Linked DNA regions of Arabidopsis thaliana: region 2 is linked to region 1. The links are chromatin contacts, called in public capture Hi-C maps. All regions are on one chromosome and are shown on one strand. The core of a region is the stretch at or near the end of the contact, and the rest is flanking DNA. Distances in the headings are between cores, read along the strand shown. Region 1 holds the start of CSLA02 (cellulose synthase-like A02). Region 2 holds the start of MGT10 (magnesium (Mg) transporter 10).

Region 1 (7,183 bases), core at 2,658-5,157:
ATGTTGCTGAAAACGGAAGGCTCTAAAAGTACTTGGAAGCTCACTTTTCACCTATGCAAAGAAAGTAAAAAGGACTCATATATTTATGATGTATACCAATTTTTCAACAAGTAATAACAAAATATCTTTACTTCTTAAAAAGGTAAAATGATTATAACATATAACTTGTGAATCAGCTGTCATGTGTTTAATGAGAGAAGTATCTTGTGCACCAACTTACTATTTGTTATGTGTGTTTAATTTGTTCTAACTATCTAAATATTGTATTAGAAAGTAAATAAATAAAAACCTGAAGGTCACCGAGGTAGAGAAATTTCCAGCCGCGAAGACTTGCTCGGACGGCGAGATCCATATCTTCCACGGTGGTCCGATCTTTCCACCCACCAGCTTCATTTATCGCCGCTATTCTCCATATTCCGGCGGTTCCTATAATATTATTTTTGATAACTTTAGTACATCTACAATAATTTTTAAATGATTTATGACAAAAACACATTTAAGATCCGCCTTCCATTTGCTTCCACTACAAGTCCTAGTGTAATGAATGTGTCCCCTTACACTATCTACTAAATAAAATTGAACACATGATTTTAAAAACTAATTAAATTAGATTCTTCAAGCTTGCAAATCTAACTTATAAGACAAGGAATGACTATAACTCCTTTAAGTATATATAAATATACACCTACTTGCTTCACATTTCAGATTCCCCACTCCTCTCGATTAATGATTGATTATATATAAATTATTATGACTCCTTATGATTATTTTATTCTCTAGTAACAGTTGTACACTATCATAAAAACAAAAATAAAATAAAGTTTTGGGTCCACATACTATGCTTCAATTGGTCGGACAACATACCAACTACATCACCCTAAACTCTAATAATATTACCACATCAATAGACAACAATATTTTTACTAGCCAAACACCTAAAAAAATTAGTTTATGAAATATTTAATGATGTTTTTAGTAATCATTACTACTAAATAATGAAATGTTTGTGTTTACCGTTGAAGCCGAAAAAAGCATGTGTTGATGAACCCACTTCTTGCTCAACAGTGAAATGGTAATCCAATGACATTTCTTGCATTCTCGTCAATAAGCACTCATCAGAATTTACTGCAAAAGTATACAACAAAGGATTAAAACATTAGTCCAAAAAACATACAATTTAATAAGACAAACAAAGCTCAATTAAATCTTAATTATTTATTAGAGAATCGTCCAAATGTGGCACTATCAGGAAGTAACGTCCTTCTCTTTTGTTTTTAGCTTTAATAAAACAATCATAGTCATATAGCTTTCTATTATTAAATTTCACTAACTTGGACTCATGCTTAAAATAATAAAGACAAAATCAAAACTATAGAGTATACACTACCAAGTGTCGGCAAGAGAAACGCAGGTCCACAGTAGACTCGATACACAAACTGTATACTAACAAGACTTTTACTAATACTGACAAAGATGGGCCTCACACTTAGCATTTAAAGAAAGGCAAAGAGCACGTGGAATGTATCAGAGACCCGACAATTTCTAAAGACGACCAGTTTACAAACCCGAACCCGATTCATTAAACCGAATTTAAACCGATTCGATTTTCATTGACCGACGGATCCGAAATTCCGGAGTGGATAAGAAACGTGACATGACGTCAGCATAATTTATCCGTTGACCCGGAATTCCGCAACTAATCCGACCCGGTTGAATTACAAAGACAAGAGTTGGTTTTTAATCCAGTGTAGTAAGGTGTACCTAACTCTAATGTAAACCAAGGACAACGGTTTTTACACGTGGCTTATTTTAGTTGGTTAATAAGACCCACTACACTAGTGCAGCTACTCCGCCGACACAAACAGAACTAACCCTACTTCTTCAATCAGACAATATATATTGAGGAAACAATAATACTTTCATATGAAACGAAAATTACAAAATTGAAGAAAAAGACCATTTCAAAAAGCCAAAACATAAAGGTAATAAATAAGGAAAAAAAAAGTATGCAAGAAAAAGCAAAAGTCGATAAAACATAAAAATAATATTATTTATATGAAAAAACAGTGAAGGGCATATACCACCGACACCACTAATGTAGCTAACAAAAACCAAAACCACGAGCTCACATTTAATGATCTAAACAACATTAAATTTTTCATAGAACATAAACAAAGACACCGATTCAGTAGTATTTGACCCTGACACTTGCACAACATTATCATAAGTCAATTTTCTCATTTTTCTATCATATCAACCACCACTCTTATTAGTTAGATCAATCAACAAGCTATTTCAATTACTATCAAATTTAAGATTATATTGAAATAAATGATTAATGAAATGATTACCGAACCGCCATCGAGCCTGAACCAAGGCAATGTTGGGATTGTGCATGAGGAAAGGAATGCTACGGCGAAGAAAATCAGGTTCGGGCTGAAAATCGGCGTCGAAGATGACAACATACTCGCAATGCTTGACATAACTACGTTTGAGTCCTTCCTTTAAAGCACCGGCTTTGTAACCAACTCTATTCTCTCTTATTTGATACCTAATATTGATTCCTTTACTTGCCCATCTTTGACACTCCACTTCCACCATTTGCTGCACATTTTGAGTATCTCATTTAAATCACACATCAAAAAAAAAATCTATCTATTAATGTTACAAATTTATTAATATTTCCCCTTTTCTTTCTTACCCACAGGAAAATATTACATCTCTTTTAAATAAAGGAAAATATCTTTTGAAAAAAATGGTAAAAAATCTAATTTGATTGGAGGAAAATAATGCACCTATATTTTTGTGAAATGGACTAAGTAATAATAATAATACCTTAACAGTAGGATCTGTAGAGTCATCTAACACTTGAATCACGAGACGATCGGACGGCCAGGAAAGTCCACACGCCGCTCCTATTGATAGCTTATAAACCTGCACGGCAAAAATCACGGGGAAGCAAAAGAAATCTCTTTGTCAAACTTTTTCACTTTTAGTCCACTAATTAATGATTTACTACGAGTTAACCCCTAAACTATAGGTTTAATCATAAAAACCCAAAATCACAGAGAACAATAAATAAATATGCGTCACGACTCTCGCCGTTTCGGGATTTGGAACGGCGGAGGAATATGAATACGTGGGGAAAAGTTATCTTCCGTAAAATCTGAGATTACTTTTCTCGAAAAACTTATAACTTTAACGAGAAACAGAGAAAAACAGAGGAAAAACAGAGCAATGAACAGAGAACCGACCTCTCGTTCGTTGAACATGGGGATTTGTACGAGGACGACGGGGAAATTGGAGCTACCAAGCTCTTCATCATCGTGAATGGGCTCGAACTTGTAACGTTTGTCTGGTTTTTTCCAGAAGAGTTTGACGAGGACGATGACGATTCCCATGTAAACCCTCTCACATAAAAGCATGACAGACATAAGCAAACAGATGTAAACAGCTAATTGAAGAAGAGGGACAATCACTGGTGCTTTTACAAGCTCCCAGATCATGCCTAGTTGGCCTGTGATCTCCATCCTCACGCCGTCGAATGTCTCCGGCAACACAAACTTTGGTGATACACCGTCCATTTTTCCTTCTCTCTTCTCTTCTCTTAGAGTGTAACAATGGTTGGTGTGTTTCTCTCTCTACGATGAGGTTTTGGTGTAATGGGTTTATGAGATGAGGCAGAGAGAGAGAGATTGCCTTGAGAAAAATGGAGGCTTTTCTCTCTCTACAGTTCTAAAGAGAGAGGAAACTTAGGAAGAGAGAGAGCCAGAAGGAGAAATGTGGTTTAAGGGAGAAGAGGAAGAGAAGGATAAACGAGGAATATAAATGGTGATAATTTTGTTTTTTTACTTTATTTTATTTATTTGTAAGATTGTTTTCCTTTTTTTGATTGATTTTTTATTTAGATTTTTTAGAGAGTAATAAAGGTTAAAAGGAAATAAAAGGAAGAAAGAAAGAAAAAATACATTTGGTTTGTTTGTGTCTTTATGAGATTCTATTTTTTCAGTTAATGAAATTTCTGGTAAAAAACAACAGAGGAGATTTTGGTTTTTCAGTTTCTGTGTTTTGTTATTTCAGAATCTGTGCCTGCCCAATGGGAAGAGAAGGGAGAGAGATATAGATTTCTAATGAATTTATTATCCTAATGATATCCTTTTATACACAGTTGAATAATGATTAGTGATTAGTGATTTTATGCGTTTTTTTTTAACTTTTTACCATTTATGGGATTTTGGATTTTGCAGCTTTTTATAACAATTTACTTATTATAGGTCAACTTTCTAGAACTCATTTTGTCAACCTTGTGAATTCACTTTAACTCCTTTTTTTTTTTTGGGATTAGTCAATTTACTCTCATGAAAATAATTTTAAGTTTGATCATCCTTTTTTTGGGATTAGTCAACTTTTTTTGGTTAAGTTTAGATCATTGTTTTTCTTACAAAAATAAATGAAAGTAATTTTAAGTTTGATTTGTACCTATAAAAAAAAAAGAATTAACATCATATGAAACAACATGTTACTAGATCTATCATATAAATCTATATCTTACATATAGATATAGATTTTCATCTTAGACATAAAAATTCATATATATATATATATAAAATGCCGTTTATCCATAGGTGTTAATAAAATCATCAAAACACAATACATTGTTATTAGAATATTGGTGTGGTATCTTTTCTTAATATTTCAATACTTTAATTAGGAAAATACATATGTTTGATGAGAGAAAGATCAACCTCAACGGGAGAAAAACATTAGACTTATCCAAATTTGTATACTTTATAACTGATTTGGATCCCATATGTGGCACAATTTGGTTGGTGAATGTCTTTGTATTAGACATAATTAATTTCTTTATAAAACAATTTGACACATTTTTTCAAACATTTGAATTTTTAGACTCTCTATTTTGGATCTACCATTGGACATACTTTAAATATAGATCTCTTTCAAATGTCTAAATTGTAAATTTATTTTTATTAAAATGATAAAGCTTGTTTGGATCCTTATTTTTGGATCTATTGTTGTGGATGCTCTAAGGCAGAACACAATCTAATATACTCTTTAGCAATGATAAATGTGTTTAGGAGATGGAATGGTAGTGGTTCAAACCCTTTTGGGAGGAGAAGTATTTCTAAAAGAAAAGGACTAAATAGTGGCGTCGGACCTAGGAAGAATAAGGTCGAAGCCCAAATTCGCAATAAAAGAAAAAAAAAATCTATATACGTATAGTGTTTATCATAACATGCATGAGTGCAGACTGCAGACCAAGTTGCCAGTTTCCATGGATCGGATATTGCCAGTTGCACCCCATACTAGTATTATTTTGAGCGTTCTGATATTTTACTTAGGTTTGTGTATTTTTTGTATGCATTTGAGTATAGAGTTATTTGCTGTTATGATATTTTATCTACCAAAATAATCCTACTTGATTATATACCGTTGTTGAATTGACGAATTTTCAGTACCCATAATGAAAAAAATACAATGTTGAGGAAGTCTTTAATGTCACTGGTTTAAGTACCGACATAATGTTGACGTATTAACATGGAGTGGTCTTTTATGTGAAAAAAAAATCCGAGATTCAATTAAAAGTTAAGACTTCTTGGTTATTCAGAGAAAAACCATGAATATAAAGTTACATTTTCTCTATTCATTTAGAGCGATTTACAACTTTAAAAGATACAAAAAATGCTCGTTCTTTTAATATTGAACAAGTTTTCGAAAGAGTTTAGAAAACAATACAAAAACGTTTCTGTAAAAGAGAAACCAATCTGTTTTTTTTTTTTTTTGAGTGCAACCAATCTAGCTTTACATACATTAAAAATAATATATACATTGAGAATTCGTCTATGATATTTAATGTTTAAGTGAGAGTTATATTTCTATAAATAATAATAAGACATTGCTTTGACTAGAAGGCCTTGCGCTGCCACAACTACGAGCAATTATGAAGGGTTAGGTTCGTCCAAAGTGGTATCATGGTTCGTAATTACATAAGTAGCCTCACTATAGTTACCTTGTGTCTTTTAATCGGACTATTACTCCACTTTTTCAGGTGATGCTTCAACTGTTTTCACGATAAAGTTGTGTCATTAATTTTTTTTGCTTCTTTTATCTCAGAAAAGACATATAACACGAAATTTGTTCGATAGGATGATTTTAAAAGTGGCTCAGCAAGGCAACAATCTCGTGTTTGAGTGATGACTAGGATAAGTTGGTTCTTAAAATTTTCATTTCTTTTCTGTAGATATAATCTTAGAAGTAAGGTCATGTCTACGTTAATTAGCTAAATGATTCTTTAGTTTTATGTATGAAATTTTGGAAATTAGCATGCGTAACTGACTTTCTTTTACATGACTTTTGACCATTTCTAGTTACGCGAATTTAATATTCAACACTACATACTATACTACAAAAATTTAACAGTGTCAGCCATATGCACCATAAAAATTCACCTTACATTATATCTTGATCTTGACCTTTCGACCTTGAATTTGACCAAGCCTTTAAAACCTATAATTTGTTCATGGATATTTTGGTTCGAAGTTACTAACTCCTGGATGTAAAAAGAGGGTTACTAATACTAACTCCTTGATCGGCCATGAAGAAGATAATATTAGGTATATACATATATTTAATTTACACCAACCACCACAATGAGAAAGTACATAGCATTAACATAAATGGTGATGTAGACAAATCTAACATAATTCGTATAGTCTATACAGTTTATAAAGAAACTAATTTGGTCTCTGGTTAAACTTATTGTATACTAGATTGGATTTATTAGGAGTGTAGCGAGTGTTAAATGGGCTAAACCTATTTTGCAAACAGGGTAATACTGTTTGAAAATTCTAATTAATGCTCTAGCGGCCAATGATTGTGGTTTTAGCAAAGATATAGGAGCTTAACATTTCATTTTTTTTCTTAGTTCGAAAAGAAAAAAACTATTAATGAATAATTAGTTTTCATAGAAAGTGGGCGTTAATCCTACTTACTAAATTGATACTTTGATACTGTAAAAAAATGTTTATATATCTTCACTTTAAACTCTAGTGTTACTTTACAGAAACCGGGTATTGAATTATTGATAGTACGTCGTCTATGTGATCAAACTCGTTTTGAGGACATTCCCTCAAAGTTCTACAAAAGCATATTGTGCAAGCCGAAA
Region 2 (7,183 bases), core at 1,177-3,676, 67 kb after region 1:
GAGACTCGTCAAACCCAGATTCATTAGTGGAGGAATCAATAGCTGCTCAACCTCAGGTTGACCTTCTATGATACCTAACAATAGCCCTACACTCTATGGTAAAATAGAAATGAATTAGCAAATTAAGAAAAACCATGATAAACTAAAACTTACAGAAAATGGTGGAGGGACATGAATAGGCATAAAGTAGAGAATTTCAGAAAATTCATTAACTCAGAGTTCATTAAATAAAATTCACCACTTCGATCAACCTTTCAACAATCAAGTCGTCCAGTGCAAGAATGACTAAGTTACAAGAACAAATTTCAGAAGTTACCTTTTCAATAAGATGAGGATTCAAGGTATTTTCCGCAATCCACAAAATATGGCGAAGTATATCATCAGACTCCAAACAATGGGCCCAGGAAGTACACCCAGCGCCAGAGAGTCCTGTGGTGAGTATCCTATTGGAGATACATGTCGGATAGTTAGATAACCCAACCAACTAATCAAGCATGAATCTACATTTGAGGTAACAAATTTATTGTTTTACCTGCAAACTTCACTTAGGCATTGGGTATCATCAAGAAACAACTGCCCCACAAGTGTATTGACGATTCCGGCTGTAGACTCTATATGTTTCAACAGACCTTCATGGCAAGCAAGGTTCCTAATAATCCCGAGACAGATTTCCTAGCAAGCCCCAAAACGAAAAAGAAATGTAAAAATTAAAGTCAATTCAAGAAGACAACAATAATTAGAAATGACTTAGACTTATCATACATACACTGAGTTACTTACTCGAATACGGGGAGATTTTGAAACCATAAGGTTTGCGTGAAGCACTTCTAAAATTAGGTTCTGTACCTGCAAAGCCAAAGCATTACAACTTCAGGTCTCAACTCCACTACATGGATTCAATAGATAGAGCACTGTAGTACATTTCCAAAACCACTATACGGAACCAAGCTGCTCTTTTATCTACATGGAAACCAATTAGTTCTTTTTCAACAACTCTGCCCCAAATTTCCTATTGGTCTAAACTCAACTTTAAACCAACGTTACTACTTGGCAATTCAAAATCCAGAGTAAAGAATATATAAAGGCATTACTTCAAAGTATAAATCCATTTACCATTAGCTCAGCATGAGTTCTACTGGCGGCAAGATCCCACAAAACACAACCATGATCTTCCCATGCCGATGACCCGTCTTGCATTCCCGGCGCTGGACATGAACTAACCGTCTCCCCCACCTCATAAGTGGATTCATCATGATTATCTCCAATGTCCATGCTCTCTGGATCACCATTGGAAGTCTCAACAACCCCATTTCCAGATATAGCTACTACACCTTGAACCACATTATCCGTATTCATATGATCATTATGTCGTTCGTCACTTCCCGAATCAATTGGAAGGAGTTTCCTTATCAGTGAAATAAGATAGCTAGGATCAACTGTAGTCGAAATGTCAAACAACTGCACAACACAGAAAATAAGAAACATCACTCTCTACACAAATAAAAATCACAACTTTAAATCCAAAAACTACTCTTAAATAGCCAACTAAAAACCCCTAATTGCACAAAGTACCATTGACGCTCAATTTCCTACAATGAAACTACCTCAACAACAACGAAGAGTGAGCAAATTAAGCTCAAAATTTACCTCATCAGGCGGAGGAGGAGGATGATGTGAGGGAAACTCGTTTTCACTTTCTTCTCTTCTTCCAGTAAAATTTTCTTCTTCTTCTTCAAGTATTCCTCGCTGTTTCGTCGCTTCATCGTCTTCCATTTTAATCTCTCTGGTTTTTTAATTTCTCCTTTGCCCTTATTTCTCTTCTTCTCTCGCCAGAAAATTCGAAACACCGCTTTACTTGTTTTACAAAATAGTCCTTGTACTAAATCATGTCTTGTTTTCACACCTACATAATTTACTTCTCTTATAAAGTACCTTAATCTTTTCAATAGACGATTACACCCCCATTTTGAATGAACCACAAAAATCTGCCAACTGTTAAATAAGTCTCGGTGACAGGTGGCAGATTATTCACAGGTGAAAAGATCGTGGGTAAGAAAAGCCTCAGCCACAAAATTAACGGTCAACTACCATAAATTGTTTATTCATTAATCCAAAACAAATCTCTATTTAATAATTTTTTGGAAAAAATTAAATTTTTTAAGAAATAACAGAAATATTTGTAAGAAATAAAAACTTCGATAGAGATAATTTGATATATACAGTAAAAATTCTATAAATTAATACACACGGTAAATTATTATTTTGATATTTTTTATAAAGTTTTCACTTTATTTATTTTATTGTTTTGTCCAAAAATTTATTATTAAAAACACATTAATTTGTAAAAATGCCAAAAAATGATTAGATGTTTCGGAAATATTTGAGAGTGACAAGTCATACAAATTGGATGTTGTTTTTACTTTTTTAGTTTTTTGGTAAAATTATCCTTAAAGCTAAAAATCTCCATAACCAAAGCTTCTTCGTTCCACCAGCACCAAACCAACAATGGCGTTAACTCCAATTCCTTCAACATTCACTTCTCTCTTCAACTTCTCCGATCACTCTCCATATCCATCTCCATCTCTCCATTATCTTCTTCCTGGATCTTCTCCTTCCTTTTCTCTCCAGTTATCTGCGTTGAGTAGAACTCCGATCTACTTCGAGGCACTTAAAGTTTTATCGAGATCGAAATGTTTCGCCAAGTCTCCGACAACCGCCGAGGATTTCGTCGGCGATTACGAATCCCTTAACGTTAGCGACGACGACGATGGTAGTGACAGTAATAGTAGTGATGGAGATAACGGAGGAGGAAGAGATGATTCAAAGAAGATCGATTCTTCTTCTTCTTCTTCATCAAGTGACTCTACGTCTCTGGGAATTCGTGAACCGGTTTATGAGGTTTCTTCTGGATATAATGAACTATTGAATTGCATGTTCATATAGTCAATTAGTCATATATTTAGGATTCTGTTTGAATTGATTAGCTTTGGATGAAACTGTCACTTGTTGTATCTCATCAAAGTTTGTAACTTTATGAAGGTTGTGGAAGTGAAGGCGACTGGAGCAATATCTACAAGGAAGATTAACAGACGACAGCTGCTTAAATCCAGTGGTGACTGAAACAATAGTTAACTATTTTATACATTTGATGATCGTCATGTTGGTAGTTCTCTATGATAAGTCTAATATTTTAATCAGGTCTTCGTCCAAGAGATATACGAAGCGTTGATCCTTCGTTGTTTATGACAAACTCAGTGCCATCTCTATTGGTATATATATAGCTCAAACTTATCATTTCTCTACAGTTATGTGTATGATGAACCATCTATATGACAATGTTGAGACCTTTTCTTACATGTTATTTAGGTCCGTGAACATGCGATTCTGCTAAATTTGGGCTCCCTGAGAGCAATAGCCATGCGAGACCGTGTCCTTATATTTGATTATAACCGGTAATCTTGGTCGCAGTATATCTCTTTTTCTTCAGATCAATTTCTCTAGTATCGCTGGTGTAAGTCCAAAATATTTTCAGGAGAGGAGGAAGAGCTTTTGTAGATACATTGATGCCTCGGCTTAACCCAAGAAGTATGAATGGAGGACCCTCTATGCCATTTGAACTAGAGGTTGGTTTGGCCCATAAATAATTTGATTGGATGATGATTTGTTTATGTAGAAATATATGTTTTGTACACAGATAAAAGATTATAAATATTATCTCTTCAGCCCTGCATAACTTGAGTTTGTTATAATTCCAATCATTTTGGTGTTAACCTTTCATTACTCTGGCTTTATTGAAGGCTGTTGAATCGGCGCTAATCTCAAGGATACAACGATTAGAGCAAAGGCTTATGGACATTGAACCCCGTGTGAGTATGAAAAGCTAGTGAGTATATTTCAGTTAGATCTTCTTCACTTTGACTGCTAGACTAGGACTTCTCCATGACTAAGTTAGATCTTAAAAGGAACGGATTCGTGCTATAGAGGATGAAACTGCCATTTTCGACACACAAAGCATTTCCTTTTGCTATAAGTTTAAGTTTGAACTGAGCATAGGATAAAAGAGCTGAGGCGTTAAAATGAAATCCTTTATATGTTCTGACATGAAACCCTGTAGTTTTTTCCAAACATTGGCTTATGGCTTTTAAAGATCATTCTTTTTGCTCTTAATGTTTATATTACTTCCATTTGGTTCAGGTCCAAGCTCTACTTGAGGTTTTACCCAACCGCTTAACTGCCGATATATTGGAGGAACTTCGTATTAGCAAACAAAGACTGGTAAACTTTATTTAGTTGTTTATGTATGTATATTCTTGTTAGTTGTTCGCTTCAGAGAACTCAATGTTCGGTTTTTTGTATTGAATTTTTCTTTATACACTTTTTAAAGGTTGAATTGGGCTCCCGAGCTGGAGCTCTTAGACAAATGCTCCTGGATCTTTTAGAGGATCCCCATGAAATACGCCGCATATGCATCATGGGAAGAAATTGCACACTTAGAAGAGGAGACGATGATTTGGAGTGTACATTACCCTCAGATAAGCTGATTGCTGAGGGTAAGACTGCAAACATTTCCTCCATGATAATCACCACAAACAGATGAATTTAACGAGATTCATTTTCTTTTTCTGGTTCCGTGCAGAAGAAGAGGAGGAAATCGAAATGCTCTTGGAGAACTATCTGCAAAGGTCTTGACTTTTGCTCTTGAAGCACTCTGATATGTTTCATTGTTATGTAGTGAAACTCTATGGCTTCGTATGTGCAGATGTGAGTCATGCCATGGACAAGCAGAAAGACTTCTGGATTCTGCAAAGGAAATGGAAGACTCAATTGCTGTCAATCTAAGGTACTGAAGATAACAAAATACTCCTTTCTCTTAAATTCTTAGGCACTCTTACCATGGTCCATTGTTTGTTTCCAGTTCTCGGAGGCTTGAGGTCAGCAGGTTCGAGTTGCTTCTTCAGGTCGGTACATTTTGTGTTGCAGTTGGTGCTCTCATCGCAGGTATATTCACAAACTTTTGATGATTTGTATCCGCTTTCTCTGAAACCTTTGAACTATAGTAGAGCCTTTGCATTTAAACTACCAACTACCAAGATTGAACGGAGTGTCCACATTCTCCATTACATATGTGCTATTTGAATTTGACTACAAAGAACCATTTCCCTATGAACATGATCTCAAAGCCAACAAATCCTATTTTTCCCCTGTTCATTGTAAATGGCTTATACCTTTTGTTTTGGGTACCTGCAGGTATATTCGGCATGAACTTGAGGTCCTATCTTGAAGAACAAGCTGTAAGTCCTCATCAAGCAACCACATATTTACAACTATTGTGCCATCATTTTACCATTAACATCTCGGGTTTTGCAGTCTGCATTCTGGCTAACAACGGGTGGAATCATCATAGGCGCTGCAGTCGCCTTCTTTCTCATGTATTCCTATCTCAGTAGACGCAAAATCTTTTGAACCTTCAATCCTAAAAGACGAAAGAAGAGGTAAACCTGTTTCTTCTTCTTCCCATTTCCATATCCCCTTTAAATTTGATAAAGAGCGCTCAAAATATACGTAAATATTACAGGTTTAAAATCCGTGAAGAAAGTGAATTTCATTCATCACAGTTACATTATGGCATTAGGCCCCTACTAGTAGTTAGAGCGAGGTGAGTTCATCAAATGTCTGATAAATATTTATTGTTGTGGTCTCCATTGAACCCCAGTGACTTGTGTGCTATGTCCTCATTGCTTGGTAATGTTGTAAGATCAATGTATCATTTAATAAACTGGTTCGAAAGCAAATGAAAATTCAAATATAGGGTTTATCAAAACTGTTTTCGAGAGTAAAGGGATAAAAAACAATACAGTATCTAAATCTTCGATTCCCAGAGAAGAAATTCAAAGACAAATACAAAACTTTTTCAGGCATTTATATTTGTTTCTTAAGTACGAAGATCACGAGCTGATTGACGACCTTCTCTTGCTGAGGTCTTTCTTTCCGAGCCATCAATGGCGATATTTCCAACACCTGCCTCCATGGCTTCCCTCTCAACCTTTTCCTTATCTTTATCCTCATCCGACGCTTCCTCTTCTTCTTCTTTGGGATTTTGTGGACTCGATGACGGTTTCAGTGATTTAGGGACCGGATTCAACCATGGGTGCGTTAGGCACTGAGCAGCCGTCGGTCTCTTCTCAGGTACAAATTGAAGAATGGGAGTGATGAAATCTTGCATAGCAATTGCGTCTTCCTCGCTGAAGTCATATTTATCTGTTAAGACCTTGCTAAGTGGCCAAAACCGTAACCGCCTGATGTGCCGTAGTTCACCCTGTCGGTTGAAGAAATCCCGCGAATGGCGTCCACCTAATGCAATCTACATTTAACAAAATCCCTTTAAAAAGCTCTATTCTTGATATTGATAAATAAGAGAACACTGTGTTTTTGGATTTACCTTTCGTGGCATCATCCCGAGAAGCTCCATCATCAATGCCAAGTGATCCTGAAACCAAAGTCCATTAGTGTTACAATTGAGTACAAACGACATGAAACGATTTTATTTTTTCACAAAGTATGAGAAATCACATAAGAGATATATACCTCATCTCGCTCAAAGTTTTCACCACTGTGAGGATCGAATAGAACATCTCCGGTGGCAAGCTCAAAACAAATGCAAGCAAATGACCACATATCCGCTGAGGTTGAGTATTTTGAGCCAAGAACAACCTCAGGACACCGGTACTGTCTTGTCTGAATATCACTCGTAAACTGTTTATAAGTCCAACAAGCATTCCCAAAATCCACCAACTTGCATTTCCGATCAACATCCGCAAGTAACTTTTGCCTCGTGGATTGGCTTCCTCTCCTATTTCCCCGGCTCTTTTGACTAACATTCTCTGCATCTTTTACTCTTTCAGAACTCTCTTCCAACCTCTCCACAGTTGCATTTCCATTTGGTCTTGCCTCAGAGTTAGAAGAGTCTCTCTCATTTTCCTCTGAACCTTCCACTTTCTTAGCTTTCTTACGGATCTTCTTCTTCTGATTCTTAGTCAAATCCGCACTATACGTATAACTCTTAGGTTTCTCTTTTTCAACTGGTCTCTCAGGAACAGCCTTGTCCTTCACAGTTGGAAGAACAAGAGGAATCCCCGATTTCCGAGCATCTGCTTCAGGGTCAATAGTGGAACAAAGCAGAATA

The links. Capture Hi-C pulls out chosen DNA fragments and counts their contacts.
Region 2: a capture Hi-C map of seedling shows a contact between it and region 1, with 1.8 times the contacts expected there. The contact joins the promoter of MGT10 here to the promoter of CSLA02 in region 1. A contact is called at or near these places in 1 of 26 Hi-C or Micro-C datasets (root) and 1 of 3 other capture datasets (seedling).

The regions. Positions count from the first base shown.
Region 1 is chr5:7,556,283-7,563,465 of TAIR10.1, forward strand. It overlaps CSLA02 (cellulose synthase-like A02), which reads right to left and starts at 3,908. Exons shown (of 9, transcript NM_122180.3): 1 at 3,255-3,908; 2 at 2,836-2,934; 3 at 2,352-2,604; 4 at 1,015-1,125; 5 at 290-426; 6 at 1-51. The coding sequence starts at 3,584.
Region 2 is chr5:7,625,171-7,632,353 of TAIR10.1, forward strand. MGT10 (magnesium (Mg) transporter 10) reads left to right here and starts at 2,427. Exons shown (of 14, transcript NM_122188.3): 1 at 2,427-2,898; 2 at 3,040-3,112; 3 at 3,199-3,269; 4 at 3,367-3,452; 5 at 3,533-3,623; 6 at 3,798-3,866; 7 at 4,195-4,275; 8 at 4,385-4,550; 9 at 4,637-4,682; 10 at 4,760-4,840; 11 at 4,916-4,998; 12 at 5,248-5,291; 13 at 5,368-5,492; 14 at 5,576-5,823. The coding sequence starts at 2,506. The coding sequence ends at 5,463. AT5G22820 (ARM repeat superfamily protein) reads right to left here and starts at 1,867. Exons shown (of 10, transcript NM_122187.3): 1 at 1,648-1,867; 2 at 1,114-1,458; 3 at 781-846; 4 at 533-672; 5 at 317-443; 6 at 1-93. The coding sequence starts at 1,773. It overlaps AT5G22840 (Protein kinase superfamily protein), which reads right to left. Exons shown (of 4, transcript NM_122189.3): 2 at 6,586-7,183; 3 at 6,440-6,487; 4 at 5,547-6,361. The coding sequence ends at 5,933.